Linked DNA regions of Mus musculus: all the other regions are linked to region 1. The links are chromatin contacts, called in public HiCAR-type, HiChIP or PLAC-seq and promoter capture Hi-C maps. All regions are on one chromosome and are shown on one strand. The core of a region is the stretch at or near the end of the contact, and the rest is flanking DNA. Distances in the headings are between cores, read along the strand shown.

The links. Promoter capture Hi-C pulls out the DNA fragments that hold promoters and counts their contacts. HiCAR-type assays count read pairs that join an accessible place to other places. HiChIP or PLAC-seq counts read pairs in DNA pulled down with a chosen protein or histone mark.
Region 2: a HiCAR-type map of astrocytes shows a contact between it and region 1, with 4 times the contacts expected there. The contact joins the promoter of Desi2 here to the promoter of Smyd3 in region 1. A contact is called at or near these places in 7 of 39 promoter capture datasets (the 3T3-L1 cell line, hippocampal neurons, liver and 3 more), 2 of 115 datasets of contacts at active chromatin or transcription factors (astrocytes and pro-B cells) and 1 of 9 other capture datasets (adipose tissue).
Region 3: a contact with region 1 is called in a promoter capture Hi-C map of liver, with 3 times the contacts expected there. The contact joins the enhancer-like site here to the promoter of Smyd3 in region 1. A contact is called at or near these places in 6 of 39 promoter capture datasets (the 3T3-L1 cell line, hippocampal neurons, liver and 2 more) and 1 of 115 datasets of contacts at active chromatin or transcription factors (pro-B cells).
Region 4: an H3K27ac HiChIP or PLAC-seq map of extraembryonic endoderm stem cells shows a contact between it and region 1, with 10 times the contacts expected there. The contact joins the promoter of Cox20 here to the promoter of Smyd3 in region 1. A contact is called at or near these places in 9 of 39 promoter capture datasets (the 3T3-L1 cell line, the C10 cell line, the HPC-7 cell line and 6 more), 3 of 115 datasets of contacts at active chromatin or transcription factors (DN3 thymocytes, extraembryonic endoderm stem cells and large pre-B cells) and 2 of 9 other capture datasets (adipose tissue and liver).
Region 5: a contact with region 1 is called in an H3K27ac HiChIP or PLAC-seq map of embryonic stem cells, with 5 read pairs. The contact joins the promoter of Hnrnpu here to the promoter of Smyd3 in region 1. A contact is called at or near these places in 13 of 39 promoter capture datasets (the 3T3-L1 cell line, the C10 cell line, the HPC-7 cell line and 8 more), 4 of 115 datasets of contacts at active chromatin or transcription factors (the 230-238 cell line, embryonic stem cells and large pre-B cells) and 1 of 9 other capture datasets (liver).
Region 6: a promoter capture Hi-C map of liver shows a contact between it and region 1, with 2.8 times the contacts expected there. The contact joins the enhancer-like site here to the promoter of Smyd3 in region 1. A contact is called at or near these places in 5 of 39 promoter capture datasets (the C10 cell line, cranial neural crest, hippocampal neurons and 1 more) and 3 of 115 datasets of contacts at active chromatin or transcription factors (astrocytes, embryonic stem cells and large pre-B cells).
Region 7: a promoter capture Hi-C map of liver shows a contact between it and region 1, with 5 times the contacts expected there. The contact joins the promoter of Efcab2 here to the promoter of Smyd3 in region 1. A contact is called at or near these places in 7 of 39 promoter capture datasets (the 3T3-L1 cell line, 3T3-L1-derived adipocytes, hippocampal neurons and 3 more), 10 of 115 datasets of contacts at active chromatin or transcription factors (the 230-238 cell line, bone marrow-derived dendritic cells, embryonic forebrain and 5 more) and 1 of 9 other capture datasets (embryonic stem cells).

The regions. Positions count from the first base shown.
Region 1 is chr1:179,515,908-179,520,055 of GRCm38.p6, reverse strand. It overlaps Smyd3 (SET and MYND domain containing 3), which reads left to right and starts at 2,015. Exons shown (of 12, transcript NM_027188.4): 1 at 2,015-2,268. The coding sequence starts at 2,105.
Region 2 is chr1:178,185,315-178,189,462 of GRCm38.p6, reverse strand. It overlaps Desi2 (desumoylating isopeptidase 2), which reads right to left and starts at 2,046. Exons shown (of 5, transcript NM_024282.3): 1 at 1,506-2,046. The coding sequence starts at 1,547.
Region 3 is chr1:178,203,884-178,208,031 of GRCm38.p6, reverse strand. All of the region lies in intron 1 of Desi2 (desumoylating isopeptidase 2), which reads right to left. Among named protein-coding and RNA genes, the nearest start is that of Desi2, 19 kb to the right of the region's middle. Within about 2 kb of position 2,176, at least 21 of the 459 cell types and tissues checked have an H3K27ac peak or open chromatin away from gene starts, as enhancers often do. A contact at or near this core is called in liver, where this site is marked.
Region 4 is chr1:178,316,923-178,321,070 of GRCm38.p6, reverse strand. It overlaps Cox20 (cytochrome c oxidase assembly protein 20), which reads right to left and starts at 1,918. Exons shown (of 4, transcript NM_025511.2): 1 at 1,863-1,918. The coding sequence starts at 1,901.
Region 5 is chr1:178,336,123-178,340,270 of GRCm38.p6, reverse strand. It overlaps Hnrnpu (heterogeneous nuclear ribonucleoprotein U), which reads left to right and starts at 2,456. Exons shown (of 14, transcript NM_016805.3): 1 at 2,456-3,318; 2 at 4,113-4,148. The coding sequence starts at 2,700.
Region 6 is chr1:178,367,774-178,371,921 of GRCm38.p6, reverse strand. No RefSeq gene overlaps it. Among named protein-coding and RNA genes, the nearest start is that of Gm24919, 21 kb to the left of the region's middle. Within about 2 kb of position 2,436, at least 417 of the 459 cell types and tissues checked have an H3K27ac peak or open chromatin away from gene starts, as enhancers often do. A contact at or near this core is called in astrocytes, embryonic stem cells, hippocampal neurons and 1 more, where this site is marked.
Region 7 is chr1:178,404,195-178,408,342 of GRCm38.p6, reverse strand. Efcab2 (EF-hand calcium binding domain 2) reads right to left here and starts at 2,325. Exons shown (of 7, transcript NM_026626.3): 1 at 2,210-2,325. The coding sequence starts at 2,240.

The sequences.
Region 1 (4,148 bases), core at 766-3,265:
AAGGAACGCTTTGCTGACGTCAGTCTGGGTCCCTCCTACTGACTCTTGAGTAGGCTGAGGCCTGACTGCCTCTACTAGATAGTGCCATTGCTGCTGATTCATATTTACCGTCCTGACTCTACCTAACTAGACTACTAATATATCCATAAAGTGCTTATGATTGAGCTGTCGATACTGATGCCTATAAACTAACCTACTGATTTCCTGACAACATAAATAAGATTTACTAAAAAAAGAAAAAAAAATCTAAACTGGCTCACTTCCGCTGTATCCTTTCTTTCCCATTACCTCAAGTAGGTGGTGGGCTTCAAGAGAGGTTAAAACATTTTAAAAACATCATTAAATATAGACTTTAAAAAAAAATTACAGGCAGTAGTGACGCACGCCTTTAATCCCAGCACTCGGGAGGCTGAGGCAGGTGGATTTCTGAGTTCAAGGCCAGCCTAGTCTACAAAGTGAGTTCCAGGACAGCCAGGGCTACACAGAGAAACCCTGTCTCGAAAAAAAAAAAAAAAAAAAACAAAACAAAACAAAAAAAAATTAAAGTTACAGGAAGGGGCAGGGGCAGAGGCAGAGAGGCAGGGGTGGGGCAAGGGGCAGGATTAGGGACAGGGTTGGTGGGTGGGGCAGAGAGGTAGAGGCAGGCAGATCTCCGAATTCCAAGCCAGCCTGCTTTACACAGAGATTTTTCAGGTCAGCCAGGGCGAAATTGTGAGGCATGGTCACAAACCAACAAAATATTTGGATTGAAGTAAGAAATCACTCATAGAAAAAGATGTTTTAAGCAGGATTTCTCTGTTACTGAGGCTAGTCTTCCACTTGTGTGTTTGCTGGGGTTCCCAGAAGGCACACAGACGTGTATACAGGAAAGGCAGAGGCAGGATGTCTATGAGTTCAAGGCCAGCCTGATCTACACAGAGAGTTCCAGGACAGCCAGAGATACACAATAGACGCTGTCTTTAAAAAGCTTTGTGTGGTCTGATATAGGTCTCATATAGCTGAGTCTGAGCATCAGAACTGGTTGATCATGCTGACCCTCCTAGGCAGTCTTGTGCCTACTCCTTTGCTTGTTCATTGTATACCCATAATCCTTTGCTTGTATATCCATAATCCAAGAACTCAGGAGGAAGAGAATAAAGGGTTTCTGAGTTCAAGACCTGACTGCAACATTATTTCAAAGGGTTCAACAAACATAACTCTAAAACGGTTTATAAAAAAATATAGGCATATAGATAGATATACAGAAGGTGTGATCCAAAACTGCAGATGCTGGGCTGGAGAGATGGCTCAGTGGTTAAGAGCACTGACTGCTCTTCTGAAGGTCCTGAGTTCAAATCCCAGAAACCACATGATTGCTCACCACAGATCTGTAATGAGATCTGATGCCCTTTCTGGTGAGTCTGAAGACAGCTATAGTGCACTTACATATAACAGTAAATAAATCTTAAAAAAAAACCCTGCAGATGTTAAGAATTTTTCGATCTAGATGCTGAATATACAGATAACCACTGCCCTTTTTTTTTTTTTTTTTTTTTTTTTGATACAGGGCTTCTCTGTTGTATAGCCTTGGCTGTCCTGAAACTCACTCTATAAACCACGCTGGCTTTAAACTCAGAGGTCTTCCTGCCTCTGCCTCCCCAGTGCAGAGGTTAAAGGTGTGTGCCACCACTCATGGGCTCTTACCATTTTTTTTTTCACTATGCATTAAAATTTGCATAATAAGCTGGGCGTGGTGGAGCACACCTTGAATTCCAGAACTGAGGAGGCTGAGGCGGGCAGAATCCTGTGAGTTCGAGGTCTAAATAGAGAGGTTCCTTGGTCTATCAAGAGAGCTCCAGATCAGTCTTTGCTACACATAGTGAGACTCCGTCTCAAAAAGAAAAAGAAAAAGAAAAAGAAAAAAAAAAGCGCGGAATAAAATACAGGAGGAAATACACCACCCCATCCCGAGCTGTAGTAGGTCCTCCTGCGCATGCTCACAGGACCTGCGCGCTCGTCTCCGCCCCCTGGTGTACGCAAGCGCAGGACGCAGGCGCGCAGTCAGAAAACACGAGACTCAAGCTGAGGGACGCAGTTCGGATCTGAGGTGTGGATCTGAGGAAGGATGGAGGCACTGAAGGTGGAAAAGTTCACGACTGCCAACCGGGGAAACGGGCTGCGTGCTGTGGCTCCACTGCGCCCCGGGGAGCTGCTCTTCCGCTCCGACCCCTTGGCTTACACTGTGTGCAAGGGGAGTCGTGGCGTAGTCTGTGATCGCTGCCTACTGGGGTACGTACGGAACCTGAGCCCGGGGCGCGTGGCTCTGCGGGTGGGGGTGGGCCTCGAGGGCACAGCTCTGTGGGGTGTCTGCAGCACCCTAGGCTGCGGTGGGAATTGGGGGAGGCAGTGGTGCAGATGAAGGGGAAGCGTCGGGCAGATAATTTTGCTGGGGAACAAAAATATTCAAAGCCTGTGCAACGAGCTTCATTGGTTGTGGAAATCAGAAGTGGCAGGGGGGTGTGAGTCTGGGAAGGAGTAGGGGTGTGTACGTCAGGATCAGAACTGAGGCCCCACCTGACCTGTCTTGCGGGAGGAGCGAGAAGCCTGGTGTTTATGTTGTACTTTGCTGGTCTGGATTTTACGTGGCTTGGGTTTAGGAAGATGAATGAGACATCCCTAAGGACTGGAGCAAATGAGAATTAACCGTGTAACAAAAGAGCAAAATAAGAGATGCAAACAGTCTACTCTAGGAGCGTAGGACTCGCGGTGTGCTTTGCCCTCTAGAGATTGTGCGGACAAATGTAACTCACCACCTCTGTGTAGATGCAACAGTTTATGTGACAGTGTTTCGAAGTCTGGAAGCACGGTGTCAGCGGAGGGTGCTTTACTGTTTATAGAGTTGTGTAACATATACACTTCCGTCCGCACACATCGGGTTCCCACCATGCACTGGGATAAGGACTCTGAGGTAGGTAGGTTCCAGACCCATCCCTCTGTGTTTGGGGTGGGTAGAGGTGGGGAGTCTAGCTTTACTATACATTCCAGGATACTCCCCTCGCTCCCCTCTCCTCCCTCCTCAGTCCCCGCCCCCTCAGACAGGGTTTCTCTGTAGCTGCTCTGTAGACTAGGCTGGCCTTCTCTGCGTCCCAAAGTCTTGCTGTTACCAACGCCCGGCTTCCACAATATTCTTGTTTAGTTTATAACTGAAGACTTCGCTTTGCATTTTAAAGTTAGCAAATAATAATGTTATCTGTTATCTTCTCAAGTGGTGATCGAAATGACATGCACACACCTGCACGCGATTTGTTGCTGAAAGAGCAGCGGGAAGTTTGTGGGGTTAAAGCAATTCACTCCCTTCACAACTCGGCCTCGAATGCCACGAACCCCCTTCTCACAGACTAATTGGAGAAAGCAGGACTCTTCCTTCATTGTGTTACATACTTTGTAGGCTATTTAGAGTGTAGATGTACCTCACCCCATGGCAGAGAGCTTACTGCTTAAGTCCTAAAGCATTAAGTGGTAAAGATGATGTAAGCCTCCTTGCAGACATAGTTTGAAGGCTGTGTTGCTCAGTGGGTAGAGCAGGTGCATTTAATCATAAACAATGACAAATTAGTAATGGAATGATCAGAGATTGTCTTTTGAACCCAGGTGCTCTGGAAGGGCAGCCAGTGCTCTTAACCACTGAACCATCTCTTCAACCTGAGATGTTCTTTTTTGTTTGTTTGTTTTTGTTTTTCGAGACAGAAATCTGCCTGCCTCTGCCTCCTGAGTGCTGGGATTAAAGGCATGCACCACCACACCTGGCTGAGATGTTCTTTTTAAAAATTTTGCTATATATATATATATATATATATATATATATATATATATATTTTATGAAGTACTGGAGTTCTGTACAAATATTGTCTTGGAGCTGATTTTGAGTCATACGTTAGAAAGAATCTCCCATTTTCCAGAATAAAGTACACAATGAGCCTGACTTTTATCATTTTTCTTTCGAGAACCATGGTGATTCAAGAACCAAAAAAAAAAAAAAAAAAAAAATTCTTGAAAGGTTGTTGGGGAACTCTCAGCTTTGCTTTAAGGGTGGGAGAAACCTGGATGTGAAGATGAACAGGAACCAAATCAGAACTGCCCTGTAGTGGTCGGGCTGTAGTCTGGGCCGC
Region 2 (4,148 bases), core at 797-3,296, 1.3 Mb after region 1:
AGACCTTCAATCCCTGCAGAGGGGCAGAGGGGCAGAGGGGCAGAGGGGCAGAGGGGCAGAGGGGCAGAGGGGCAGAGGGTCTCTGAGAGTTTGAGGCCAGCCTGTTCTACAAAGATAGTTCCAAGATAGCCAGAACTACACAAACTCTGCCTCAAAACAACAACTAAACAACAACAGGGGGCAAAATTAATTAAGAAAAGATTCCCATGGAACACAAAAAGTTTAAATCCAGAGAATAATTTATTAACCAGTAGAGTAGGCTGTTAGTCATACAATACGCATGCTCTTCTCGAATCTCCTGCTCCAGTTATCCAACTTTTCCCTTCATGATTAACTTTTCCTAGTCTGTTACTCTACCTCTCATCTCCAGACTTACACTGGAACCTACTAGAAGAGAAACCTCGCTTCTAGTTACCAGCAGACCATGCCCTGTCAACGTTAACTTCTAGATATAGCATGAGGAATCCTTTTCTATCAATAGCTCCCTGTTCATTTAAAAATTTATAAACAATACAAAGAAGAAAGAGCTTAGAGCTGTAATTAAGAGCCAAGACTTCTTACTGTTGAATTTCTTCTAAGTACTTTTAAGCCAACAGAAATAATGCTGGAGAAATTTCATGTGTCAATGCATAGCCAAGAAATTTCAGGCTTTTCAGGGGAAGGCTATCCTTTACAAAACAAAAATTAAGTAACCAAAGGAGAGTGAACACACCCAAACGTAGCCTCCCTGCGGCGATCATTCTCTACCAGGTGCTTCTTCTAGGGGTATTATTGCACTTGGAACCTGAGGGGATCCAGCCTTTGAACCCTAGCCTGAATGTTTTCAGTTCTTCAAAGTTAGATGACATAATAAACAAGGCTGTCTTTCCCTCTCTAGCGGTCACGTCATCCACCTGTTGCATCACCTGGAAAGTGGCCTTCGGATTCTAGGATCACCTCTGTGATCGCTAAATAATTCAATGGCGCTATTTTCTACATAAATTTTCGCTTCTTTCATTTTTATGAGGATGCCTTGGAGGTGAGGGTGTATTGGCTCCGGTTCACCTCTGGGGAGACGCTAGCATCCGCATCGAAGCTGTGACTTTCTAGACTTGAAGGGCTTGAGAGTTGTCGGAAGCCTCGAGCATTTGGAGACAGACAAGGGCCAGCAGGAGCAGGGCAGAGGGGAGCTGAGCAGCTTAGAGGCCAGGTGGCAGTTGGGAGGGAGGTCGCCCTGCGACCGAAGCTTCGCGGATAGGACACGGCTCATCCGCCCAGGGGTCGGGCCCACAGCCAGGGGAGCTGAGGGCTGGGACGAGGCTCGAGCCCAAGCCCTCTTTCGGACTGACTGGGACACCTCCAGGAGGCGCGCGGGCCAGTCTCGGGATTAGAAGACAGCGCGACTGTCCCCTCCCCCCACCCCTGAGAACTAAGCTGGAGGCGGAGGCGCGAGGCAGGAAGCACCGGGCCGGGGTCCCGACCCCTGACAGGGCCGGCCAGCGCGGGCCGCCAGGGGACGCACTCACCATGTCGTAGACGTTGAGCACCACTAACTGGTTAGCCCCCATCCTTCTCCCCACGGCCGCCGCCTCGTCCTCCAGCCGCTCGGTCTCCGCGGGGCGGAGGCCGCTGCCACCCCCGCGGGCGCCTCAGGCAGGGCTCGAGCCGGGCACTAAGCGTCCAGCCCGGCCCACCGCAGCCGGGGCGGAAGCATCCGGCAGCCGGGACCGCTCCCGGGAGACGCTGTCAGAAACCTGTACGAGGACCCGGCCAGACAGGTGGAGAGGCAGCTCCAGCTCAGGCGCCTCCCCTCGGCCGCAGACACGTGGGGGAAGGCGGGGCCTGGGCGAGGGGCGGGCTTTAGGCACCCTGGAGGCGGGGCCGGCCAGGATCCAGGGATGAGCCCGCCTGCGCGTTGAGGCTCTCAGGCTCTGCAGCTGGAGACCTAAAATGGCGACAGGCCGGATGCCTCTTCACCCTGGTGGCTCGAGGTCGCAGAAAGACTACCGTTCCCAGAAAGCAGAGGGAGAACCCGCGATTCCTATTGGGCGTGTAAGCAGTCTGACTACATATCCCAGCATTCACCAGGATATTGTAGGCACTCACGTCTCCCTGGGAGACTACAGTTCCCAGAAAGTCCTGCGAAGAGTTTGTCAGGGGAACCTTCGCTGTTCGTCCTTGGCGAGCAGAGACTCCATTTGCCTTTTAGTTTTCAGTGCTGTTTCTGGTGTTTGTAGCGTGAGATGTGAATCCAACGCAATGTGAAGAAGTGATGACTAAGTTTTCCAAAGCCCTTCTGCTTTTTTTTTAATTTTTGAAAATATAGAAGTGAGGCAATAAAGGGAGGAAGGTTACCCTTGTAAAAGTAGGATGTAAGAAAGTCTCCTTTAACCCTCAAAACGGAATTCACATTTCGTGAATGACAGAAAGCTAGTCAAATATAAGAGAGCCAAGAATTCCAATTAGAGGAGACAAAAGTACATAGACATAAGACATGTTTTTTGTACTTAAGGAACAAAATAAAAGTTCTCTGTGGCTAGAATATAATGAGCAAAGAGGTGATCTGTGGACAGGCAGTTAACTGGTCAGAAGACATCCTGAGTTTTCAGTTAGCTGAGATTGAATATCTATTTTACATTTTAGATTTATCAATTGTGTGTGTGTTTGTGTGTCTCTGTGTGTGAAAGAGTGAAAGAGACTGAGAAAGACAGAAGACAGAGACAAAGACAGCAAGGGGTGCAGGTGACCAAAGAGGACAGAGGGCAGGGATGCTCTGCAACCGAAGTTATAGGCTGCTGTAAGTTGCTTGACCTGAGTGTTGGGAACCAAACTGAGATCCTCTGCAGAGCAACAAGTACTTTTAGTGGGCAAGCCATCTCTCCAAACTCTGAGGTTGGATTTTAAATGAAGAGTTGGTAGGGTTTGAGCCAAGGAACGACATGAATATGTACATAAGTCTCTTAAAAGATTGCTTGAGAGCTAGAGAGAAAGCTCAATGCTTAAGAGTACTGGCTGCTCTTCCAGAGGTCCTGAGTTCAATTTCCAGCAAACACATGGTGGCTTACAACCATCTATATTTGGGATCAGATGCCCTCCTCTGATATGTCTGAAGACAGATATGATGTACTCAGATAAATAAATAACTTTAAAAAATTAAAAATTGCTTGAGTTTCTGTGTGAAATTTTAATGAGGCAAGGGAAATAGAAACATGACCATTAACGTGGTAAATTGTAAAAGTGGCTTCTCAAATTATATATGACCTTTGATGCCTCTCTCTACTGTCTTTAGCAAGCTTTGGCTTGATTTGGTCAATGGGTTATTAACAGATATAATGCAAGAGATTTAAAAGGCACTTTGGATTTGTGGCTTGGTTTCTTCCTCATCTTGGGAGTCTAGTGACCAGCCTTATATTAAAAAGTGTGGACATTAAATTTGTTGGGGGAGTTAGGGGTAGTCTCAAAAATAGGTCCTGGATGTTTGACAAATTTGGGTAGATAGTATGTTATTCATAATATATCAAACATTTGAGGGAGAAGCAGGTTAGAAAGGGAAATGAAATTACTGTTAGGTCATGTTATATTTTCAGTGCCTTTTAGAGTCTCATGAGATGTTGAGTAGGCATTTGCATAAATGAAATGGAGTCACAACCATTAATCTGACTAAAATAAACATTTCAGTAGAACTTAAAGCCTAGAGACTTGTTGGGCAGTCTTTCTGTTGCTGTGATAACACCTGCTCTGACAGAAAGCAGCTTAGGGCAGAACAGGTTTAGGGGTCACAGTCTATCACAGAAGGAAGTCAGGACAGGGCAGGAACTTAAAGCAAGCACCTTGGAGGAGCAGTGCCTGCTGGCTCAATCACTGGTTTATGCTTGGCTAGCTTTTTTAAGAAACTCAAGACAACCTCTCCAGGGGATGTAACACCCAGGGTATACTGGGCCCTCTTATATCAATTAGTTAAGACAATACCCACAGGCTAATTTGATAAAGGTAATCCGTTAATTGGAACTTCTTTTGCAGATGACTATAGGCTATGTGAAATTAAGGGTTGAAGCACTAGGAAATATTGAAAAAATGCAGCTGGAAAGAAATATTAAAAGGGGGAGGAGGTGGGAGGTCAGGCTAAAGAAGGCAATATGGGGAGGACAACTAACATGAATAGCCTTTGG
Region 3 (4,148 bases), core at 927-3,426, 1.3 Mb after region 1:
GATTGACACCTTCTTGCCAAACTAGTGCTGTCAGACAAATTGCTTACAGGCTGGCGACAGGCATCAAGAGTGGACCTGTGAGAGATGGGCTTTCTCCCTTTATAAGCACAGCATTTCAGTAAACGTTGGGGTTTTTCTTTGTTTTTTTTTGTTTTTCGTTTTTCGAGACAGGGTTTCTCTGTGTAGCCCTGGCTGTCCTGGAGCTCACTTTGTAGACCAGGCTGGCCTCGAATTCAGAAATCTGCCTGTCTCTGCTTCCCAAGTGCTGGGATTAAAGGCGTGCGCCACCACGCCCGGCAACTTTGGGTTTTGATCAGCATTTGTCTTGTCCTCTTCCTTTTCTAGCCCTTTATTCTCTTTTAGCCCCAGTCTGCTTTTTAGGAGGACCTGGTTCGTGTGGCCCTGGGTGGTCACAGTTTGGTGCCCCAACGTGTAGCAGAATCAAATGAGGGAACACTGTCTTAGGTAGAGTTCCATGAGAAGGGAAAAACAAGAAGATCGTATCTGGCACAGTAAGCAACAGGTATTCATGCTAGCATTGGCTTTAAATTTCGTTTTTTAAATTGTTGCTGTAGGTGCGATAGAATACGGGCTAAGTTTGGACAGTGTTGACCAGGCGCTGATTCCACTTAGGGGCTGACAGCGGAAAATGGGAATAGAAAATTCTAAAGAGGTATTTGTCCACAGTCTTCAAGAGCTGCTTCAGGCGAGGAGTAGGGTTTGAAGAATAATTGTTAGAATTTTCAGATCAGATAGATTTTTGCTGCCCATGGTTCAGAGAAGAAGAAACTTTAGATAAGAAAATTTGGGAGAGAATTAGAGAAGCTCTGAGAAACACCCAGGCAGATAATTTCACCCTCTGCCTCTGGGCACTTGTAAAAGATGATATTGATGAAGAGACCTTGCAGGCGTCAGATAGTACCCAGGCAGAGCTTGAAGAATCTCAGGAAGAATGCCTGCCAGAGAGGACTTTCTCAGAAAAGGGCCCTCTCAACCCTAAATTAGAAAGATATAGAGACTCTAATGATGAGCATGTTAGACAAAGAAGATCATTCAGAAAAAGGAGCTGCCAAATATTTTGATGAGGATTGCCTCCTTGTGAACCTTCTGCTCCACCTATGGCCTCCACTATAGGAGTTGCTACATAAATGGACATGCACTAAGTAAATTAGAGTTTGAAATTAAGTTACAGAAATTGACTAATGAGCTTCGGGAGCTAAAAAAGATATCAAATACAGGGAAGAACAGCTATTCTGAAATGTACCAATCCCCGCTAGAAAGAGCTGTGAGTCAGGCTCTCGGGGAAAGGGCAGGACACATCTGATGCTAACCTTTCCTGTAGTTGAGATAATTGACCAGCAAAACAATAGTCAGACAATACCAGACTTTGTAGTTCAAGGTGATAAAGGAGTTAAAAACAGCTGTTGCACAATATGGCCCTATAGCTCCTTTTACACAAGCATTATTGGATACTGTCATGGAGTCAAATTTAACCCCCCAAGATTGGAAGACTCTATGTAAGGCTACTTTGTCAGGAGGAGATTTCTTACTTTGGAGTTCTGAATGGCAAGAAGCCAGTAAGAAAACTGCTGCTTTGAATGCTCAGACAGGAAACCCAGACTGGGATATTAACATGCTTTTAGGAGAAGGTCAATATGAAAGCAATGCTAATCAGATTGGGTTTCCTGTTGGGAGTGTACTCGCAGGTTGCTATGGCTGTCAGCTGTGCTTACCTACTAAAGGGGATCTCAGTGGAAGTGTAGCCAGTATTCGACAGTGTCCTGATGAGCTTTTCCAGGACTTTGTGGATAGGCTATTAAAAACAGCTAGTAGAATTCTTGGAGATTCTCAAATGGGAATTCCTTTCATTACGCAATTGGCTTATGAGAATGCTAACACAGCATGTCTGCGCCGCTATTCGGCCACAAAAAGGAAAGACTTAGCCGGGTATATCCGTCTTTGTGCAGAGATTGGGCCTTCATATAATCAGGGCTTGGCCTTGGCTGCTGCTTTGCAAGGAACCATTGCTTGCACAGAAACGAGGGAATAATGCATGTTTTAAGTGTGGAAGTTTGGGTCATTTTAAAAATGATTGTCCTAGGAGTAGAGGTGCCAAGAGCAGGCAATCAGGCCGTGCTCCAGGAGTTTGTCCTCAATGCAGGAAGGGCAACCACTGGGCTAGGGAATGTAAATCCAAGACAGATATTCAGGGCTGTCGGTGCCAGGAAATGAGAAGAGGGGCCAGCCTCAGGCCCCAAGATACCCACAGCAGGCAGCTTATGGGGCCATGAAGCTGCTGCCCAGCCAAGTAAGTCCATTTTTGAACTTATCAGGGCAACACCAGGAAGTGCAGGATTGGACCTCTGTTCTACCACCCACACAGTATTAACCCCAGAAATGGGAGTTCAAACTCTGCCTACAGGAGTTTTTGGACCTCTACCTGCAGAAACTTGGGGATTTCTTTTAGGCCAAAGCAGTTCTATTGTAAAAGATCTGCAGGTTTATCGAGGTGTTATAGATAATGATTATGAGGGAGAAACTAAAATCATGGCTGCTTCCCCTCATGGTATTATAACTGTACCTGCTAATCAAAGAATTGCTCAACTTATCTTAGTTCCCTTACATCTGCTACCGTCCAGATTTGTTAAGAATGAGAGAGGACAAAGTGGCTTTGGTTCCTCTGATGTGTACTGGGTTCAATCTATTACTAATCAGGCCTAACCTTAAATTGATAATTGAAGGAAAAAAGCTTTGAAGGATCTAAAGTAACAATTATTAGAGGACAAGATTGGCCTTCACCTTGGCCTTTGTCTGATATGCTTACTCACCTCCAAGGAATTGGTTATGCCAATAACCCAAAACAAAGCTCTAAATTGCTAACCTGGAGAGATGAGGAGGGCAATTCAGGACAGATTCGGCATTATGTTATGACAAATTTGCCTGTTACTCTCTGGGGAAGAGATCTCTTGTCACAGATGGGCATTATAACATGCAGTCCTAATGAGGCAGTTACTAAGCAGATGCTAAGACAAGGATTTTTGCCTGGTCAGGGGCTAGGAAAGGAAGGACAAGGTATTAAGACTTTTTTTTTTTAAGATTTATTTATTGTTATGAATAAGTACACTGTAGTTGTCTTCAGATGCACCAGAAGAAAGCATCAGATCTCATTACAGATGGTTGTAAGCCACCATGTGGTTTCTGGATTTGAACTCAGGACCTCTGGAAGAGCAGTCAGTGCTCTTACCCACTGAGCCATCTCGCCAGCCCCGAGTATTAACGCTTTTGAAGGTCCTAAACCTCACTCTAACACAAGAGGCTTGGGGTATTTTCAGTAATGGCCACTATCTTGACTGCATCCTATGCTGATAAAATTCAATGGCTTAATAATATTCTGGTGTGGGTTGATCAGTGGTCTTTACCTAAAGAGAAAATAGAAGCCGCCTCTTCGCTAGTGCAGGAGCAATTAGAGGCAGGGCATTTAGTAGAATCTCAGTCTCCTTGGAATACTCCAATATTTGTTACCAAAGAAAAAATCTGGTAAATGGAGATTGTTACAAGATCTAAGAAAGATTAATGAAACCATGGTACCTGTGGGAGCTTTACAACCTGGGCTTCCATCTCCGGTAACCATTCCTAAAGAATATTATAAAATTGTGGTAGATCTGAAGGATTGTTTCTTTACTATTCCTTTGCACCCTGAGGATTGTGAAAGATTTGCTTTCAGTGTTCCTTCTATTAATTTCAAGGAACCTATGAAAAGATATCAATGGACAGTTCTTCCACAGGGCATGGCTAATAGTCCTACCTTATGTCAAAAGTTTGTGGCACAAGCCATTCAGCCTGTAAGACAACAATGGCCTATGATATCATTGTTCATTACACAGATAATGTATTATTAAAGGGAAAAGATCCTCAGAACTTGCTTTTATGTTATAGAGATTTACAACAGGCCTTAGAGGATAAAGGACTGCAAATAGCTCCATAAAAGGTACAGACTCAAGATCCTTATAATTATTTGGGTTTTAGACTTACAGATCAAGCTGTTTTTCCCCAGGATATAGTTATTTGCAGGGACAGCTTAAAAACTTTAAATGATTTTCAAAAATTGTTAGGTGATATTTATTGGTTTTGCCCCTATTTAAAGCTTA
Region 4 (4,148 bases), core at 669-3,168, 1.2 Mb after region 1:
AATCATTGTGGGCTGTTCTCATCATCAAACTCTCAAATAAGAAACTACAGGTCTACTGGGGAGTTCACACCATCTCTGGAAATTACTCCTATGCCAACTAGCATCCAGTACATGATGAACATGGAGACATTCTGGTAGCGTTAGTGAAACCAGTTGTACCTATGTACCTACCACCTGTATTCTTGCCTAGTTCAGATAGCTTAAAATTGGGTTTCTTGTGAGAGATTCCTTGCTTATCCTATCACCTACATGGTGGTTTCATAACTCCAGTTCAAGAGAAAACTAGGATTCAAGTTGACTGTCCATCCTTTTCCATTAAGTGTGTCATTGCAAAAGGAGACCTGGTTGGCATTAAATCTTTCAAGCTTCCTGTGGCAAGCTCATCAGTGGTCCTAAAAGCCAGTTTTGTATTGTACTCAACCAGTCTCCCCCCCCAAAGGACTGCTTTGTAATCCTTTCATTTGAAAGGATTTTAAATTTGAAAGGATTTTAAATTCTGTAAGTTATATCTGTGGGTGTCTGACTTGGGCTGCCACAAGAGCTCCAGAGACTTGAACAGAGGTGGTAAATAAGCACCTTTACCTTCTGAGGATTGCGCTTGCTTCCACATCTTAAGTCCTAATACTACCATTTTTCTGTTGCCTTGCAAGACTATATTAACTAGATGCTCCTGATTTTACTTGAGTACCCACACGCTCATGGCCACTGTTTAGGCAAAGATACACTTAGATTCCATCTCACCGGGAATCTTGAGAAAACATTTACAGTAATTGGCTTGCTGTTCCACTGGCCTGGGGATTTGGCAGTAGCAACGTTCCAGTAGCAGTGTCCCCTCCTTTTACGGATTTAACATTTGTGACCTGTTATCAGCTGAATACCATTTATTCGACTCCCTGTTTGTGAGACTATTCATCTGCTTATTTGGTCTTAGTCGGTTTTGCAAACCGACCAAAGTATCAAAGTATTTTCAAGTAGTTTCTCTTGCTTCCAAAATCTTTTCTGAGACAGGTTTTAGGTTTACTTTGTAGCCCTGGCTATCCTGGAACTCACTGCCTCCTAAGTGCCTGGTTAAAAGGTGTGCCCATCCCAAGCCTTCATGGCTTTATTTTTCAGAGCAGAGTCTTTTTGTCAAACCCACTGTTCAATTTCAGCAAGTCTAGATGAGCTATGAAGCAAACACTACATTTGACCTTACTTGTGCTAGCAAGTTTTCATTTGATAGGTAGTGTTTTAGTTGTTTAACAAAAGACATCTTTAGACACTTGACCATGGCTTAATTAGTCTCCACTTGGGACACCTTCCTGTAGCCATTCTATCAGGCCTAGCAGTTCATGGCCAAACTGCAGTTTTATCCCGGCTGGCTTAAATGGATGAAATTCGACTGTCCCGTTACCCCAGTAGGATGTCGGCTTCATGCAGAGTGGAGATTTCGTCTTTTTTAATAAGAGGTCAAACTGCAGTTCTCACATTGAACTAACAAATCTATACCTTACCTGTGAGTGTGCGCTCCTGTGTTGTGCAAGGAAAAGGACTGATTCACTTGCTGGCCCAGAACTCACCCCTGCCTCAGCCCTCAAAGTGGAGATTACTGGCATGCACCATCACGCCCAGCTCTCCAGAGTTTTCATTTCCCCTTTATTAGCCCTTTCTACCAAATCCAATGCTAGTTTTGGATTAGTCTCCGTTTTCTGACCCTGCAGGCCTGCTCTTCACTAGTTTAACTGGCAATTTAGATATATCCGGGATATGAGGACTAGATCGCTGATATACCTCGCGGCTATGGGATGGGTCTAGGAAACCGGGTCGCGGCCTGCGCACTGCACACCTCCCCCCACCCCCCCTTGCCCCATGGCGAACATTACCTTTTTCTCCGTCTCGTGGGGCTCCGGGGCGGCCGCCATGGGCACCAGTCCTCTCCATCGCCCCGCCCAGGCCCGCGACGGGAGCAACACGGGCTCCGCCCACCCCATCCCCGCGCGGCGGCGGCCATCTTAGGGAGCGTTCCTGGGGCTGTCCGGAAGCCCGCCCTGGCACACTCCTTTGTTCCATGGAACCGGCCACACTGTTTTCCAACCCGCAACCGACCATGAGGAACGCGAGTGGTGGCAACCTAGAGAAGCGCCACCGGTTCCTGTCTCGCAGGCAGGGTGGCCCGAGTCAAGGAGCACCGAGAAACTCGCTTCCCTCAGCCCCTCCTCCGCCTTAACCGCCATTTCAACCGTTGTGCGCGTCCCCGTGCTGGGCGCTGAGGGCGGAGCCGGGGCCGCGCGTCGCGCGCCGCTTTGTCCTCTTAGAGGGCGGGAGTCCGGGTTTGACGGCCCCCGCACTGCCGGAAGTCGCCTGGCGCTGTTTCCGCGGGCCTCGTTCCCAGCTTGTCCTTTGTCCTAGCTTTGGTGACCTTGACAACCTCCCGCACCCCCGCCTCGGTCCCTCGCGGCGGCCTTCCAGCGCCCGCCAGGCCCACGCCCCTCCCCCTCCGGCCCGCAGATTTAGGTTAAAAATAGCGCGCCGCTCGCGTGGAGGAGACTCAGGACAAAATGGAGGCGGCCGCTACCTAGGGGGCATGCGTCAGGCGGCAAGTGCCTTCCTTCGGGAGGGAGGCCGTGGGTGACGCGACGGTGACATAGCGGGTAGAAACCCAGACCGTGGGTCGTTTGGGTCCAAGTGTCAGCCAGTTCAGCAGGCGATGGCGACTCCGTTTTCGGGTTAATGTCCTGGCCCCGGCCTTTTGCCTTTCTTTGTTTACCTATTTCCCGATTTGGCCTCTTCCGTTCCAAACGGCCCTTCCCCGGAAAATGTCCCGGCCTGTCATTGTGCAGAGTCATGCCGCCTTTCATGTAACGTGCTGCACGCTACTTGCCCGTCAGTGTTAGCTGGGAGGGTCTCATCTTAATTACCATGCGGACTGCTTACTGTCTTATTCTTCATGCTCATTAACTGCTTTTCGCCAATCCCAGGGGGTAAAAGTGATTTATATTTCTCTTTATGCGTAGTAAGTTGTTTTTTGTTTTTAAGGAAGCTGAACAGTTACAAAGTGTATAATGCTCTAATATTACTAGGACTAGAAAAGGAACTGTTATCTTGACAGTTTGGGATACTCTACTGAAATTCTTGGCTAGCCAGGCTTTGAATTTTTGTCTGGAAGGTAATATTTAAGGTTGTAATATTCCATAAAGGAGAGAGGAATTCTTTTGCATTCCTAATTGCGGTATAAAGGACGTAACGGGAAAAATACCGAGGAAATGGCGTTACCGTTTTACTTGTGACTGAGACGTTGCTAGAGTATACTGAGTTGGAGTCCATTTCACTTGTTTGAAAAATGTCATGGATTCGATAAAGTTTCTTAATTTAACGAAAATAGAATATTTTTCAGTTTTGTCTTTTAACAGTTAATAATGAAAAGTAACAAGCTCACCCTTCTCCTTCTCCCTGAAGGTGTGGATGAAAGAAAACGACTTTGAAGAGAATAGAGTTTATTCTGTAGTAAAATGTAAATGATCATGACCCAAGGACAGGATTCAAACTGCCCCCAAACCATATTCAACATAAAAGTGTTACAGTCTTATGAGTTTTATATGGTAACAAAAGAGATAAGACACTTCAGTTTATGGAATGTCTCTGGCTATTGGCCTTAGATTTCATCTGATGACATTCTCAGTCTTTGGGATTGGTGGAAGTTAGTGTTCTGTTTATACATTCCAGAAGGACAGTCACAAGGATAGATGCTAAGCTATACATAGAAGTGGGCAATGAATGGCTATTAAGGAGGCCAAGGATAGCCTAAGATAATTTAGCTCCAGGCTTGCAGCATTCCAGGTCTCTCCTGTCACAGTAGAATCAGCCTTGTAGAATTTTTAACTAAGGATTGGGGTGAGTGGTTGTGTGGTTTCCCCCTCATAGGAACTATAGTTAACAAAGGAGTTAACTGTTGTGTTCTTCCAATCTGTTTTCCTTCTCTTAATTAAAATTATTATGCAAATACATTTTGGAGTCATTTAAAATAACATTAGATGCAGATGTGTTGGCTCTGACCTAAAAGCCCAGCATTCTGGTTGAAAGAGTAGGTTTCTTGTGACTTCAAGGCCAGCTACAAAGTGAGGCTCTGTCTCACAAAAAACTGATAATAACAATGGAGGGTTTGAAGGTAT
Region 5 (4,148 bases), core at 1,207-3,706, 1.2 Mb after region 1:
AAAAGTGCTTAGTGTGACTGAAGAATGAATTTTCATTTTGCTTTCATTAGGCTAGATTTAGGTAACTATATGTGTCTAGTGGTTATTTTATTGGCCATCTCTAGTCTTTGAGAAGCGTTGAGACAGGACCTCCTGTAACCCAGACTAGCCTTAAACTCACTATGTATCTGACAGTGCCTTCACCTTATGATCCACCTCCCAAGGGCTGGGGTTATATACATGCGTGACGTCCTTCCTGCTGTCTCTTGTGGTGGCCAGCTCTTGTGCTTTTCTACACCACAATCAACTGGTATATGACAGATAACACTTTTTGATAGTGTTTATAGTTGGCGGGCTTCTCTAGTAGTCTTATCCCAGCACTTGGGAGGCAGAGGCAGGCTGATTTCTGAGTTCGAGGCCAGCCTGGTCTACAAAGTGAGTTCCAGAACAGCCAGGACTATACAGAGAAACCCTGTCTCGAAAAACCAAAAAAAAAAAAAATTAATTTTTTTTTAATGCATGAGTATTTCATCTGCATGCACACCTGAATGCCAGACGAGAGTATCGGATCCCATTACAGATGGTTGTGAGCCACCATGTGGTTGCTGAGAATTGAACTCAGGACCTCTAGAAGAACAGCTAGTGTTCTTAACTGCTAAGATGTCTGACCAGCCCCCCAGGGATAATGCTTTTTAAAAATGGTTGCAGCAGGGAGCAGTAATGCATGCTTCTAATTCCAGTGCATAGGAGGCATAGACAGCCAGCCTTGGCCACAGAGACCCTTCAAAAAAAAAAAAACCAAATAAACAAATCATTTTATTAATTGGTTAAATTATATTGGACAGATAGGTTTCATTTCTGTACCGTTAAGTTTCAGATGAACAGGAGGAATACAGGGACCACAGCTTTACTGCCAGAGCACCAGTGCACCAGTATATATAGTTTCACATTTTGGTGTGCTTGGTTTTTGTAAAGACAGGGTCTCAGGTATCTCCTACTGGCTTTGAACTTTTGTAGCCAAGGATGACAATGAATTTTATTGACTGAGTTGCTTAGTTGCTTAGCTTGAGACAGGGTTTCTTTGTGTAGCTCTGGCTGTCCTGGAACTGGCTTCATAGACAGGGTGGGGGTGGGGGTGAGGGGATGGGGGTGGGTGGGTGGGGTGCCTCTGCTTCCTGAGCGCTGGAGCCAAACTTGGGTGTCACCACTGCCTGCCTGGCTGACACTGAATTCTTGATCATCTTACCTGTATCTCCCAAGTGTTGAAATTATACACATGTACCACCAAGCATAGCTTGGGTGCAATCTACACAGGAAGGCCCCAGTGTAGAAATTAAATTCTATATAAAAGTTTCAAGAACACAACATATTTAATGCCAGAAAACAAATCATAATTTTTTTTCTTTTCTTTTTTGAGATAGGGTCTGGTATTCAACCCAGATAAGCCTGGAATTTACTAAGTAGCCCAGGCTAGCTTTTAACTCTTGATACTTCTGCCTCACTCTGCCAAGTAATAGAACTACAGGTGTTTTCTTTTTTTACTAAATCCCAGCCTTTTGTTACTACCAGTTTGTAGACAAGTCAGCAGGTATACAAACATGTTTAGAGTGGCTGAAAAAACAGGGAGAGGATCAAAGTGCATAATCTAGCTGGGTGCTGGCTGTCTTCCTCATCTGTAATTAAAGGGTCTCCAAACTGGTGGATCAGATTTGCAGGGGACAGAGGCCTATCTTTATAGTACAACGAGGGGAACTTCCATGAAAATCTAAGGCTTACTCAAAGGTCAATAGAAAATACGGTGAGTAGCAACACAAGGCCCGCTCTATATGGCTGTTAGGCATGGTGGAGTACAGCAAGCCTCTTTCCCAAACCTTGCACCACTGGTTGGGGAAGAGACAAAAGAAAGGCTCTGGCCTCGCCCTTGCGGAACTTAAAATAAGTCCGACTGGCAAGGCAGGACTTGTAAAATTTAAAAACGCAGTTAAATGGTGGAAAAACTAAACAAAACACCACCTTTGCATAACAATCGCCTATGGGTGTTCTACAGGGCAGCGGTGGAAACTTGAAGAGTTTTTTAAACCTAGAGCCGGAGGGACAAAAAAAAAAACAAAAACCAAAACAAAAAAAAAAAAACCCAAGAAACAACAACAAAAAAAACAACCCGAAAACCAAAAAACTAAACTAAGATGGAAGAAAGGAGGTTGTTCTCGAGTGGAAAATGCCAGGTGAGGACTGAAGGCGGGTGGAGGAGAGCCTCCGCCAGGACACAGAAGGCAGAGCGCCGGTGGAGCGCGGCGGCTCAAGAGCCGGAAAGGCCGGCGGCCACTGCGGCGGGTCCGTTTAACCGAAAGGTGGCTTCTAAGAGCCTCCATTTGCGCGGTCCGGCCCAGCGCGGAGGTCGCGCAGTGGGGGCGGGGCGGGGCCTGCGCGCGCAGCCGCTCTAGCGGGCCTCGCCTCGGCAGGGGGCGGGGCGCCTATATTACGTGCGCGGCGCCGCCCCTGCGAGAGGACGTTGCGTGCTCGCTCGCGCCGGGCGAGTCTCCGCGTCTTGCCTCGCGAACTCGGTGAAAGGAATTGGCGCCGTTCGACACCAGGCGGGTCCGTTCTGCAGCAGCACTCAGCCATCTCCAGCCGCAGCCGCCGCCCGGGCCGACCAGCAGCAGCCGCCGCCGCCACAGGCCGAGGGAGCCAGCAGTCAGCGGGGAACCGGGGCCCTCAACATGAGTTCTTCGCCTGTTAATGTCAAGAAGCTGAAGGTGTCGGAGCTGAAGGAGGAGCTCAAGAAGCGGCGCCTCTCCGACAAGGGCCTCAAGGCCGATCTCATGGATCGACTCCAGGCCGCGCTGGACAACGAGGCAGGAGGCCGCCCCGCCATGGAGCCCGGGAACGGCAGTCTCGACCTAGGTGGCGATGCGGCCGGGCGCTCGGGAGCGGGCCTAGAGCAGGAGGCCGCGGCTGGCGCCGAAGACGACGAGGAGGAGGAGGGCATCGCCGCTCTGGACGGCGACCAGATGGAGCTGGGCGAGGAGAACGGGGCGGCGGGGGCGGCTGACGCCGGCGCGATGGAGGAAGAGGAGGCAGCGTCGGAAGACGAGAACGGCGACGACCAGGGCTTCCAGGAGGGGGAAGACGAGCTCGGCGACGAGGAGGAGGGCGCGGGCGACGAGAACGGTCACGGGGAGCAGCAGTCCCAACCGCCGGCAGCGGCGGCGCAGCAGCAGCCTTCCCAGCAGCGTGGTGCCGGCAAGGAGGCCGCGGGCAAGAGCAGCGGCCCCACCTCGCTCTTCGCGGTGACGGTGGCGCCGCCAGGGGCGAGGCAGGGCCAACAGCAGGCGGGAGGTAAGAAGGCGGAAGGTGGCGGGTGAGTGTTGCGTGATGGGTGCGCGTGGCGGTGGGGACCGTGCCCCAGGCCTGCCGGGGCCCCTCGGGGCGAGCGCCGCGGGAGGGTGGGGGCGGGGGAGCCCCGGGAGGCTCTGCTCGCCATGCCGGCGGCGCCTCCATTATGTATGTCGGGCGCCGGGGTGGGGGGAGCGCTGCAGCTGCCGCGGTGGGGGGGCCGGCCGGGCGGGAGCGCCGGCCGCTGGGGCGCTGCGTGCGCGCGGTCCGGGCACATGTCGGCGGTGGGGGGAGGGGAGAAGCCCGAAGGTCCCGGAGCGGGCGGGCTTTGGCGGCTTAGCGCCGCGGTATTGTGCAAGGAGCGCAGGGGCTCGTGGTGACGTCACTTCCGGCGGCAGGCGCGGGGAGCGGGGCGGAAGCTCAGTACAATGCGGCGGCGGGGCACGCGGGCTCGTGTGGGGGAGGGGAGGTGGGCCCAGGCTTCCCCCCCCCTCGTTTGAGCGCGGCCGGCGCACGTGGGCCCGGGCGGTGTCCCGCTTTTTTTTTTTTTAAACTCTTTTTAAAAAATGCTTTCTGGAAGGTTGCGGTAGGCTGGCAAGTTCAGTCTTCAGACTGCGTCACTGTGTCCAGTCCAAGTCCAGACTTTTTTATTTTCATTTGTCGATTAAAAAAGTCAAAGAATCAGTCAGAAAAAAATAATCAGTAACAGCTCTTGAGGCTCGAAACACAAAAGGTGCTTAACTGCATTATTTAGTTTTCGGCCTGATGCTTTAAGGCGGTGTTCTGTGTCGTTATAGGAGACGGCAAAACAGAACAGAAAGGTGGAGATAAAA
Region 6 (4,148 bases), core at 1,187-3,686, 1.1 Mb after region 1:
TGGAACTGTAGTTGTAGGTGGTTGAGCTTCTATTTGGGTGCTCCAATCAAACCTAGGTCAACTGAGAGAGAGAGCAGCCAGCGCTTCAAACAGCTAAGCCATCTCCCAAGCCCCAGGAATATTTTTTAATTTATTACAGCATATTAACATACCTAAAGTAAAATTATGGTTATTGTTTAATACCATTAATGAAGTAGCAGTTGTCAAATTTCCTTGATATTTCTTGTAAGTTAGTTTTTCTTACATTATTTTTTATATGGATGTAAATGTGTATGGGGATGTATATGCCATGGTACATGCATGCACAGCTCAGAAGACAACTTTGTTTGTTTGTTTTTTGGTTTGTTTGTTTGTTTGTTTGTTTTATGAGACAGGGTTTCTCTGTGTAGCCCTGGCTGTCCTAGAACTCACTTTGTAGACCAGGCTGGCCTCAAACTCAGAAATCCGCCTGCCTCTGCCTCCCAAGTGCTGGGATTAAAGGCGTGTGCCACCACGCCTGTCTGAAGACAACTTCTTTTTTTTTTTTTAATTATTATTTATTTATTATATGTAAGTATACTGTAGCTGTCTTCAGACACTCCAGAAGAGGGCGTCAGATCTCATTACAGATGGTTGTGAGCCACCATGTGGTTGCTGGGATTTGAACTCCAGACCTTTGGAAGAGCAGTCGGGTGCTCTTACCCACTGAGCCATCTCACCAGCCCTGAAGACAACTTCTTAAAGTTGGGTTTCTTTCACTATAGGATCCAAGGATTGAACTCAGATTGACAGATTTGTGCAGCAAGTACTTTTATCCTCTGAGCTGTAGCACTTGCCGAACGAGTGAAGTACCAGCACCATAAAAAAACAAAACCAAATCCATTAATTAATAAAAAAGAAAAGAAAAATGATGGTCCAAACCAGATCTAGACAGCACAGTCATGTGATGTCTCTCTGGATTCTTTGTTGTTGTTGCTGTTGTTTAAGGGGATGGTGTTTTGAGACAAGGTTTCTCTGTCTAATGGTCCTGGCTTTCCTGGAACTCACGGTCTCTCTTGTTTCTTATATTCTGTAGGTTTCATGTCCTTTTTCCTCTTTGAACTTTATTGTTGAAGAACCCAAGTGGGCCCCGCCCACCCACCCTGTTAAGTTTCCTACCTTTTAAATTGTGTTACTTGCTTTCCCCTGATTGCTGAATTGTATTGTGGAGACTTAGGCTGTAGCCAAAAACTGTAACACCATGCATGACCCAAAAGCAAGTTGGGGAGGAAAGGGCTTATTTGACTTACACTTCCAGATCCCAGTCCATTATTGGAGGGAGGCAGGACAGGAACTCAAGCAGGGCAGGAAACTGAAGGCAGGAGCTGATTCAGAGGCCATGGAGGAAATGTTTCTTACTGGCTTGCTTCCTCTGGCTTGCTCAGCCTGCTTTCTTATAGAACCCAGGACTACCAGCCCAGGGATAGGTCCACCCACAATGGGCCCTCCCCTACTAATCACCAATTGAGAAAATAAATGCCTTACAGCTGGATCTCATGGAGGTGTTTCCTCAACTGAGGCTCCTTTCTCTCTGATGACTCTAGCTTGTGTCAAATTGACACACAAAACCAGCCAGTACAGGAAGGCATCCTGAGCATCAAATGTATGAATAAAATAACAGCTGCAGCATATTGAGACATAGCAATTATGGTGATTTTCATAAGCATTCAGAAAAAGATCCCTTGGTCACCTCTGGAGGATGTGGAGATACAACTTTTCATTCCAAAAATAAAGAGTCGAGCATCAATCCAGTGTGTCCTGGATGCACTGTAACTCTGGGCAACTAAATAACTCACCAGGAAAGAGCCTGCTCCTTAGAGAAGAGGAATTCAACTGCTAATGAAATAAAACCTCCAGCAAGGACTGTCAACGGTAGCTACATTCACAATTAAGATGATGGACAACGTTATAAAGGACTATTCCAGGTGGACAACACCTGAAGCCATTGATCACCTTGATATCATGGGAGGAAAGATAGTATAGGCTCTTCCTTTGATGCGCTAGGAAGTCTGCGCTGAATCAGCATCCCCAGCCAGTAAAGGAACATGACAATCAAGTGTGAGGATCTTACTTCAATTCCTGAGATCAGAGTGATGGAGGGTGTGAACAGACTTCTACACGTTGTACTCTGACTTCCAGACCCCAAAAAGTAAATATAGTAAGAACTTTAGATAAACCAAGATCTAAGCCTCCATATGTAAATAACAGTTTCAAAATTGTTGGTGCCTCTCCCTCAAACAATTAAATAAAACGGTCGTTAGAAATCAACGGGCATGTGTCAACCCAGGCACATCTTAACAGTGAGAATGACCCATAATCCCGTTAAGTAAACCCAGGCCTTCCCCCTCACTGTGCTAAGCGGTGGAGGAGGGGTAAGGAGCAGCAACTGCCGGGCAGAGAGGCATGTGTACTTTGGGACGCATCCATCCGGGTTATTTCCCTTATAGACCTTTTACCCTGTCCTTCCGGCTGCAGAGCACAGTCCTCCAGGCACAACATGCTTAGGTAAGCTTCCCATTATTGAGTTACTTCCCCCGCCCCCGACTCCCGACACTATTAATTGTTGGGTTTTTTTCTCCACTCACAGTTCCTGACACTTTATTTTTCTTTTACTTCATTCATCCATCCACTGTGTTGCTGGGGATCCCTGAGCTATGCCCCCATGCCCTATCCTCATCTAGAAGGTAAACCTGTCTTCTGTACATGACCTGGCTTTCCAAAACGGCAAGCATCTGTCGCGGAAGCAAGCGTCACGAGTCCCTCCCGTGCGGCAAGCCGGGTGGAGGTGGCTGTGCCTGGCCACCGCGCGCACGTGACGCGATGTGGACGCGCGCCCAGAGCGGCGCGCTGGGCCCCCGCGCATTTGTCAAGTGGGTTGGTGCCTGGCCCCGCCTGCCGCTCTGGGCTCGCAGTTCCCAGGAAGTGCAATGTGCGCACCGCCTGTCTCACGATTCCCCCGGGCCTGTGCGTATTTATAGTCCTAGCCCTGAAAGCCTAGGCCTCCTAGGCTTGCTCCTGACTTCCCTCCAGGATCCTGTTCCATGTCCCCCCAAAAAGACCACGCGGATCCACAAAGCACTTGAACAGACAATTGCACGCACTCCTAAATGCCCATCTCAGAGATTACACACCAGTCCATAGGGCCTAGCATATTGAATCAATCAGTACTGCTGTTCCACTTAAGAACACTACCGTGCATACACTATTACTGGGGAGGGAGGTGGGCATGCCACAGGAGTTTTGGAGGTCAGAGAAAAGCCTTTGAAGTCGATTTGCTCCTTCTACTGTGTAGGGCCTAGGGATCGAACTCAGCATTAGACTTGGCACAAGCACCTTTGCCCTATGAGCACCAGGAAGATTTCAAAACATGGTGGATTCTTTTATCTTTCTCTCTTTCTTTTCCAATGCATGAAAGGCCTAATAGTGCTCTTAAAATAATTTTGAAAAAAAAAATTATTTGATTCCTAAGAATAAAATTCACATCGTTTTCTGCTCTTTGGGTTACTAACACAGCCGGACAAATTGGTAAGAAAAGATGAATCTACAGTGTGTCCTGACCTTGGCCGTCACTTTTGTCATTCTCATGGAAATCCGGAGTCACTGTTCCCTCTGAGTGATGAAATAAAAACAAAGTTCTGAGATTCCCCGGATTTGCCCTTTTCTGTTTTCTTTTTTAAGGGGCTAGTGTTGGAGACACCGGGAACAATCTTAGATTTCTCAGCTTTACCAGATAAATCCAAAGGGTACTTAGCTGTGCAGGATGAAAGCTGACAGACCCCTCTCCTTGTTTACCTTCGGCTCAGAGGAGAATAATTATTCCAGAGTGACATTTAATACAGACCCGTGGTCACTGATACTGCAACCGAAAGCTTCCCCAGCAAAGTCCAACAGCATTATCTAACTTTTAAGTCCCAACTGAAGGGCAGAGCTTGGACATTCTGGTAAATAAAAGACCTGTAGGTAATCTCTTGAACAGGGGGGCACAATGGAGATGATGGGGGGGGCATTTGGAGAATGGGGGAGACTGTAGGGCAGTTGGCCAAACGGCAAAGCAAAGAGAACCTTGTATATGCAGTCAGCATGAGCTCTCTAGGCCCTGGAACATCCAAACAACAGACTATCTGTGAACA
Region 7 (4,148 bases), core at 1,076-3,575, 1.1 Mb after region 1:
ATACTCCAATGCTACCCTAAATAAGTCTTTAACTTAAAAAGAAAAGGAGGGGTCTGGAGAGATGGATATTTGTTCCCACTGTGTTAATAACACCTATTGTGTCTCTAGTTGTGGTGTGTTTCAGCTTTAGCATATGCATTTATCCAAGAGTTCTCTGCTTGAATATTATAAACAAAATTAAATAAAGTCAACCATAAGTTAAGAGGTGGAACAAGCAACCAATTGACAGAGAGTAAACATAGGATTATTTAAAAAAAAAAAAAAAAAAAAAAAAACAATGTCTGGGACACTGGCTGAGGAGCAGGGTCAGCTGGGTGCTTTCTCTGCTTCTCTGAGCTAGCAAACTTTCACCACAGATTCTGGCTCCCGGGTTTTCATTGGTAAAACCAAATGATTTAGATTTTGTTTAAAAAACAAAACAAAACAAAAAAAAAACCCAAAAAACAAAAAAACAGATGGCTCAGAGGTTAGAAGCACTACCTGCTCTTCCAGAGAATCCTGGATCAATTCCCAGAACACACATGGCAGCTCACAACCATCTGCAACTCCAGTTCTGGGGGATCCGACACCCTCACAAGGACATACACAAAGGCAATACACCAATACACATAAGGTAAATTAATTTAAAAAATAATTCATCCCCTAATGATTTTCTCCTTTACTTTTTTTGAGGGGGGTAATAAAAGTATAACTAAAAAAAAAAAAATACTTTCTGGGGAAGCTTTTTTTTTTTTTTTACCTAAAACTTTTTTTTTTTTTTTTTTTTGAGACAGGGTTTCTCTGTGTAGCCCTTGTTGTCCTGGAACTTACTTTGTAGGACCAGGCTGGCCTCGAACTCAGAAATCTGCCTGCCTCTGCCTCCCAAGTGCTGGGATTAAAGGTGTGCACCACCACCCCCGACTCACCTAAAACATTTTTTATACAACATATTTTGATCATATTCTTTCCCTTCCCCCAACACCTCACCGACACTCCCTGCCCTCTAACTTCATATTCTTTGTAAAAACAACAACAAAAAAGTAGAATAAAACCTTCCATTTCTAAAATAGCACCACAAAAATCTTGATACCTTAGTAGAGTTAAAACTCTATACTACAATGCCGACTTCTGAGATTAATTTTACCATCTATAAATCACAGGTCATCAATAAGATCTCTAGCTGCCAGGAGTGGTGGCGCACGCCTTTAATCCCAGCACTCCGGAGGCAGAAGCAGGCGGATTTCTGAGTTCGAGGCCAGCCAGGTCTACAAAGTGAGTTCCAGGACAGCCAAAACCAAAAAAAAAAAAAAAAAAAAAATCTAGGGTCTCAAGTTTCCCTGCTGGGTTCCTGTAATCACCATGACAATGGACTAAACAACTCGTGTAAATATTAGTTGTTAACCTAACTACTGTGTTCCAAACCAGAGGGTGGGGGTGGGGGTGGGGGAATACAAGAGGGAGGGGAGAGAGTCAGCAAAGATGGAGTGTTACTTTCACTTTTTTTGCAATGTTTGCCATTTACTATTTTAGGGCTTGCTTGACTATTTATTTAGCGGTGATGTTGTCAATTTATCACGTAATGGCTGTTGAGTCACAGATCCGATTTTAAGTCATTCGGCTGGGTTAGCAACAATTCAAAAGGTCTTGCAGTTCAACATGAAACATTAGTTTTTCGGGTCCCCTGAGGCCTCTCGGGTACCCGGCCGGTCTGGGCGGCCCGACAAGTCCCGGCTGGGTTTTCTTTAAAGTGATTAAAGTGCGTGTTCCTTATGCAAGGCTCTAGCGCGACCCGGGCCGCTAGGGCCCAGTCTGACCTGGAGGCTGCGCTCCGCCTGGCGGAGGAGGAGGCAAAATGGAGGCGGCTGGGGCCGGGTTGGGCCGGGCTGGGCGGGGTTTCGGCACAGCCGCAGAGGATCCCGCCAGGTTCTAGTCGCAGCTCCAGTCCTCCATGAGGCCGCCCTCCGGGTTACCCACAGCCCACCCAGACCGCGGCTGGCGCCCTCACGGGGAGGGGAGGTGCCAGGGACAAGGACGCCATTATGAACCTCCCCGGCGGGGGCTACAACAGCCCGCGCAGACCTCTCGAGGGGACGGGAGGGCGGACGGTGGGGACGCGGGCTGGCGCCGCTTTTCAGCCCACTGTCGCCACGCCGAGGGGCTCAAGATGTTGGCCGGGGGGCGCTTCCTCAGGCGCAGAGGCGACGTCGTGGCACCCCAGGCAGGGTCCTACCTGTCCCTTCCGCGTCCCTTTCCTCCGCCATCTTGGTGCGGAGCCGGTCGCCCGGGAGACATCCAGCACGAACCCTGCGGGACCCCGCGGGCGGAGAAAGCCCCTGGATGCACGGTGGCCCCCCGATCCCCGCCCCCACCAGAACCGAGGCCCGCGTTCTTTGGGCCTAGGGGCGTCATTTATTAACAAGGCTCCGGAACCCGCCTGGGCCTGATTGTGACTGTCAAGGACGTAGTGTGCCTTGCTTATTTCTTTATTCATTTCTTTAATTACTTATTTTATTCAGCTTTTTTTTTTCCCGGCCGTCTCAGGTGCGCCCCAGAACCGGGCGCAGACCTGGCGGCCCCTTACACGGTCCCTCCCCGAAAAGCGTCCGCCCACCCCAACCCCACCCGAGCCAGGCCTTGTGGCTCTCTGGCGTCACCCTCTCCTGAGCGGAGCCACTCTGCCAGTCACGGAACTGGAGCGAAAACGGACATGGGCCAGTGCAGGAGGAAGCCCAGCCTTTCCCCGGGATCGCAGAGAGAGAGAGAGAGAGAGAGAGAGAGAGAGAGAGAGAGAGAGAGAGAGAGGACTTGCTGTAGAAAAACATGTGCAAAATAGGCGCAAACACTGCGTCGCCAAGGCTGCAATTTCTGATACAAAATAGTGTTCTCATAGCAACAAATAAATTGACGGTCTGTTCTCAGGGATACACACATTTTGTATGTTGATGGTGCAATTTGGCATGACCTTCCGATGAGAATTTTGAGTACTGAGAAACTTGGCTATCGCGTGTTTTGTTATTTGATGGATAAGCTCAGAATACTAAGATTCTCCCTTAAATGAAACCCCCCCAAAACAAACAAACAAACAAACAAACAAAAAAAACCCAACAGTTTTGAAATGTCTAACAATGTGACTCAAATTAATATCTAGTTTTAATCTTTAATGATAATTTCATGGTATATGTGTACTTATTTAAATATTTTTGTAAAAGTAACTAAATGTAGAGGCCTTTGTTTTGTCTTGATTTTTCTTTAATATAGTTATTTATTCACTTTACATCTCAGTATTTTATTTTTTATTATTAGTTTTTATTCATCGAAGTTCTGTAATCTCAGTGAATGAACCCTCAAAGCAGGCCAACTGTACTCTTCATTAAAATATTTTTTTCTATAGGCAATAAAGATTTGATGAAGTGTCTAACTACAATTTGAATAATCAGAAAATGGTGCATATCAAGCAAATTTCCCCAGCACTCAGGAGGCAGAGGCAGGCAGATTTCTGAGTTCGAGGCCAGCCTGGTCTACAGAGTGAGTTCCAGGACAGCCAGGGCTACACAGAGAAACCCTGTCTCAAAAAAACAAAAACAAAAACAAAAACAAAACAATAAAACAAAAAGAAAGAGAAAGAAAGAAAGGAAAAGAAAGAAAAGAAAGACTTCCAAGATGAACTCAAGCATACAGTAAATTAATCACCCCAAAATATGGAAGAGTAATTTATATTAATATTTTATTTATTTTATATTAATATTTTATTTATTTTATATTAATATTTACATTCTGTGTGTTCCCCTTACTCTCCCTGAAGATGAAGGACTTTGTAGCAAGTATGGGAAGGAAGAGAACTGTCCCTTCCTGATGGAAGGTGACCCTGAGCATTGCCTGCCCCTTATCTTTACCTCCTCTTCAATGGTCCCATAGGCAAAGTTTTCAAAATGTTTATAGTGCTTTTATTTTATTTACTTGTTTCTACCACATACATTTCCAGCCAGTAACGTTGTTCTATACACTGGGACATTCTGACTGGAATTGTGTGTGAGAGATGTGTGTGTGTGTGTGCGTGTGTGCGCACGCACCTGTAGCTTGTAGTTTGTGTCTTTGCTTTAGTGTTTTGTATGAGGAAGGATTCTCTTTAGGTGCTCAGACTGGTCTTAAATTCCTGGGCTCAAGTGATG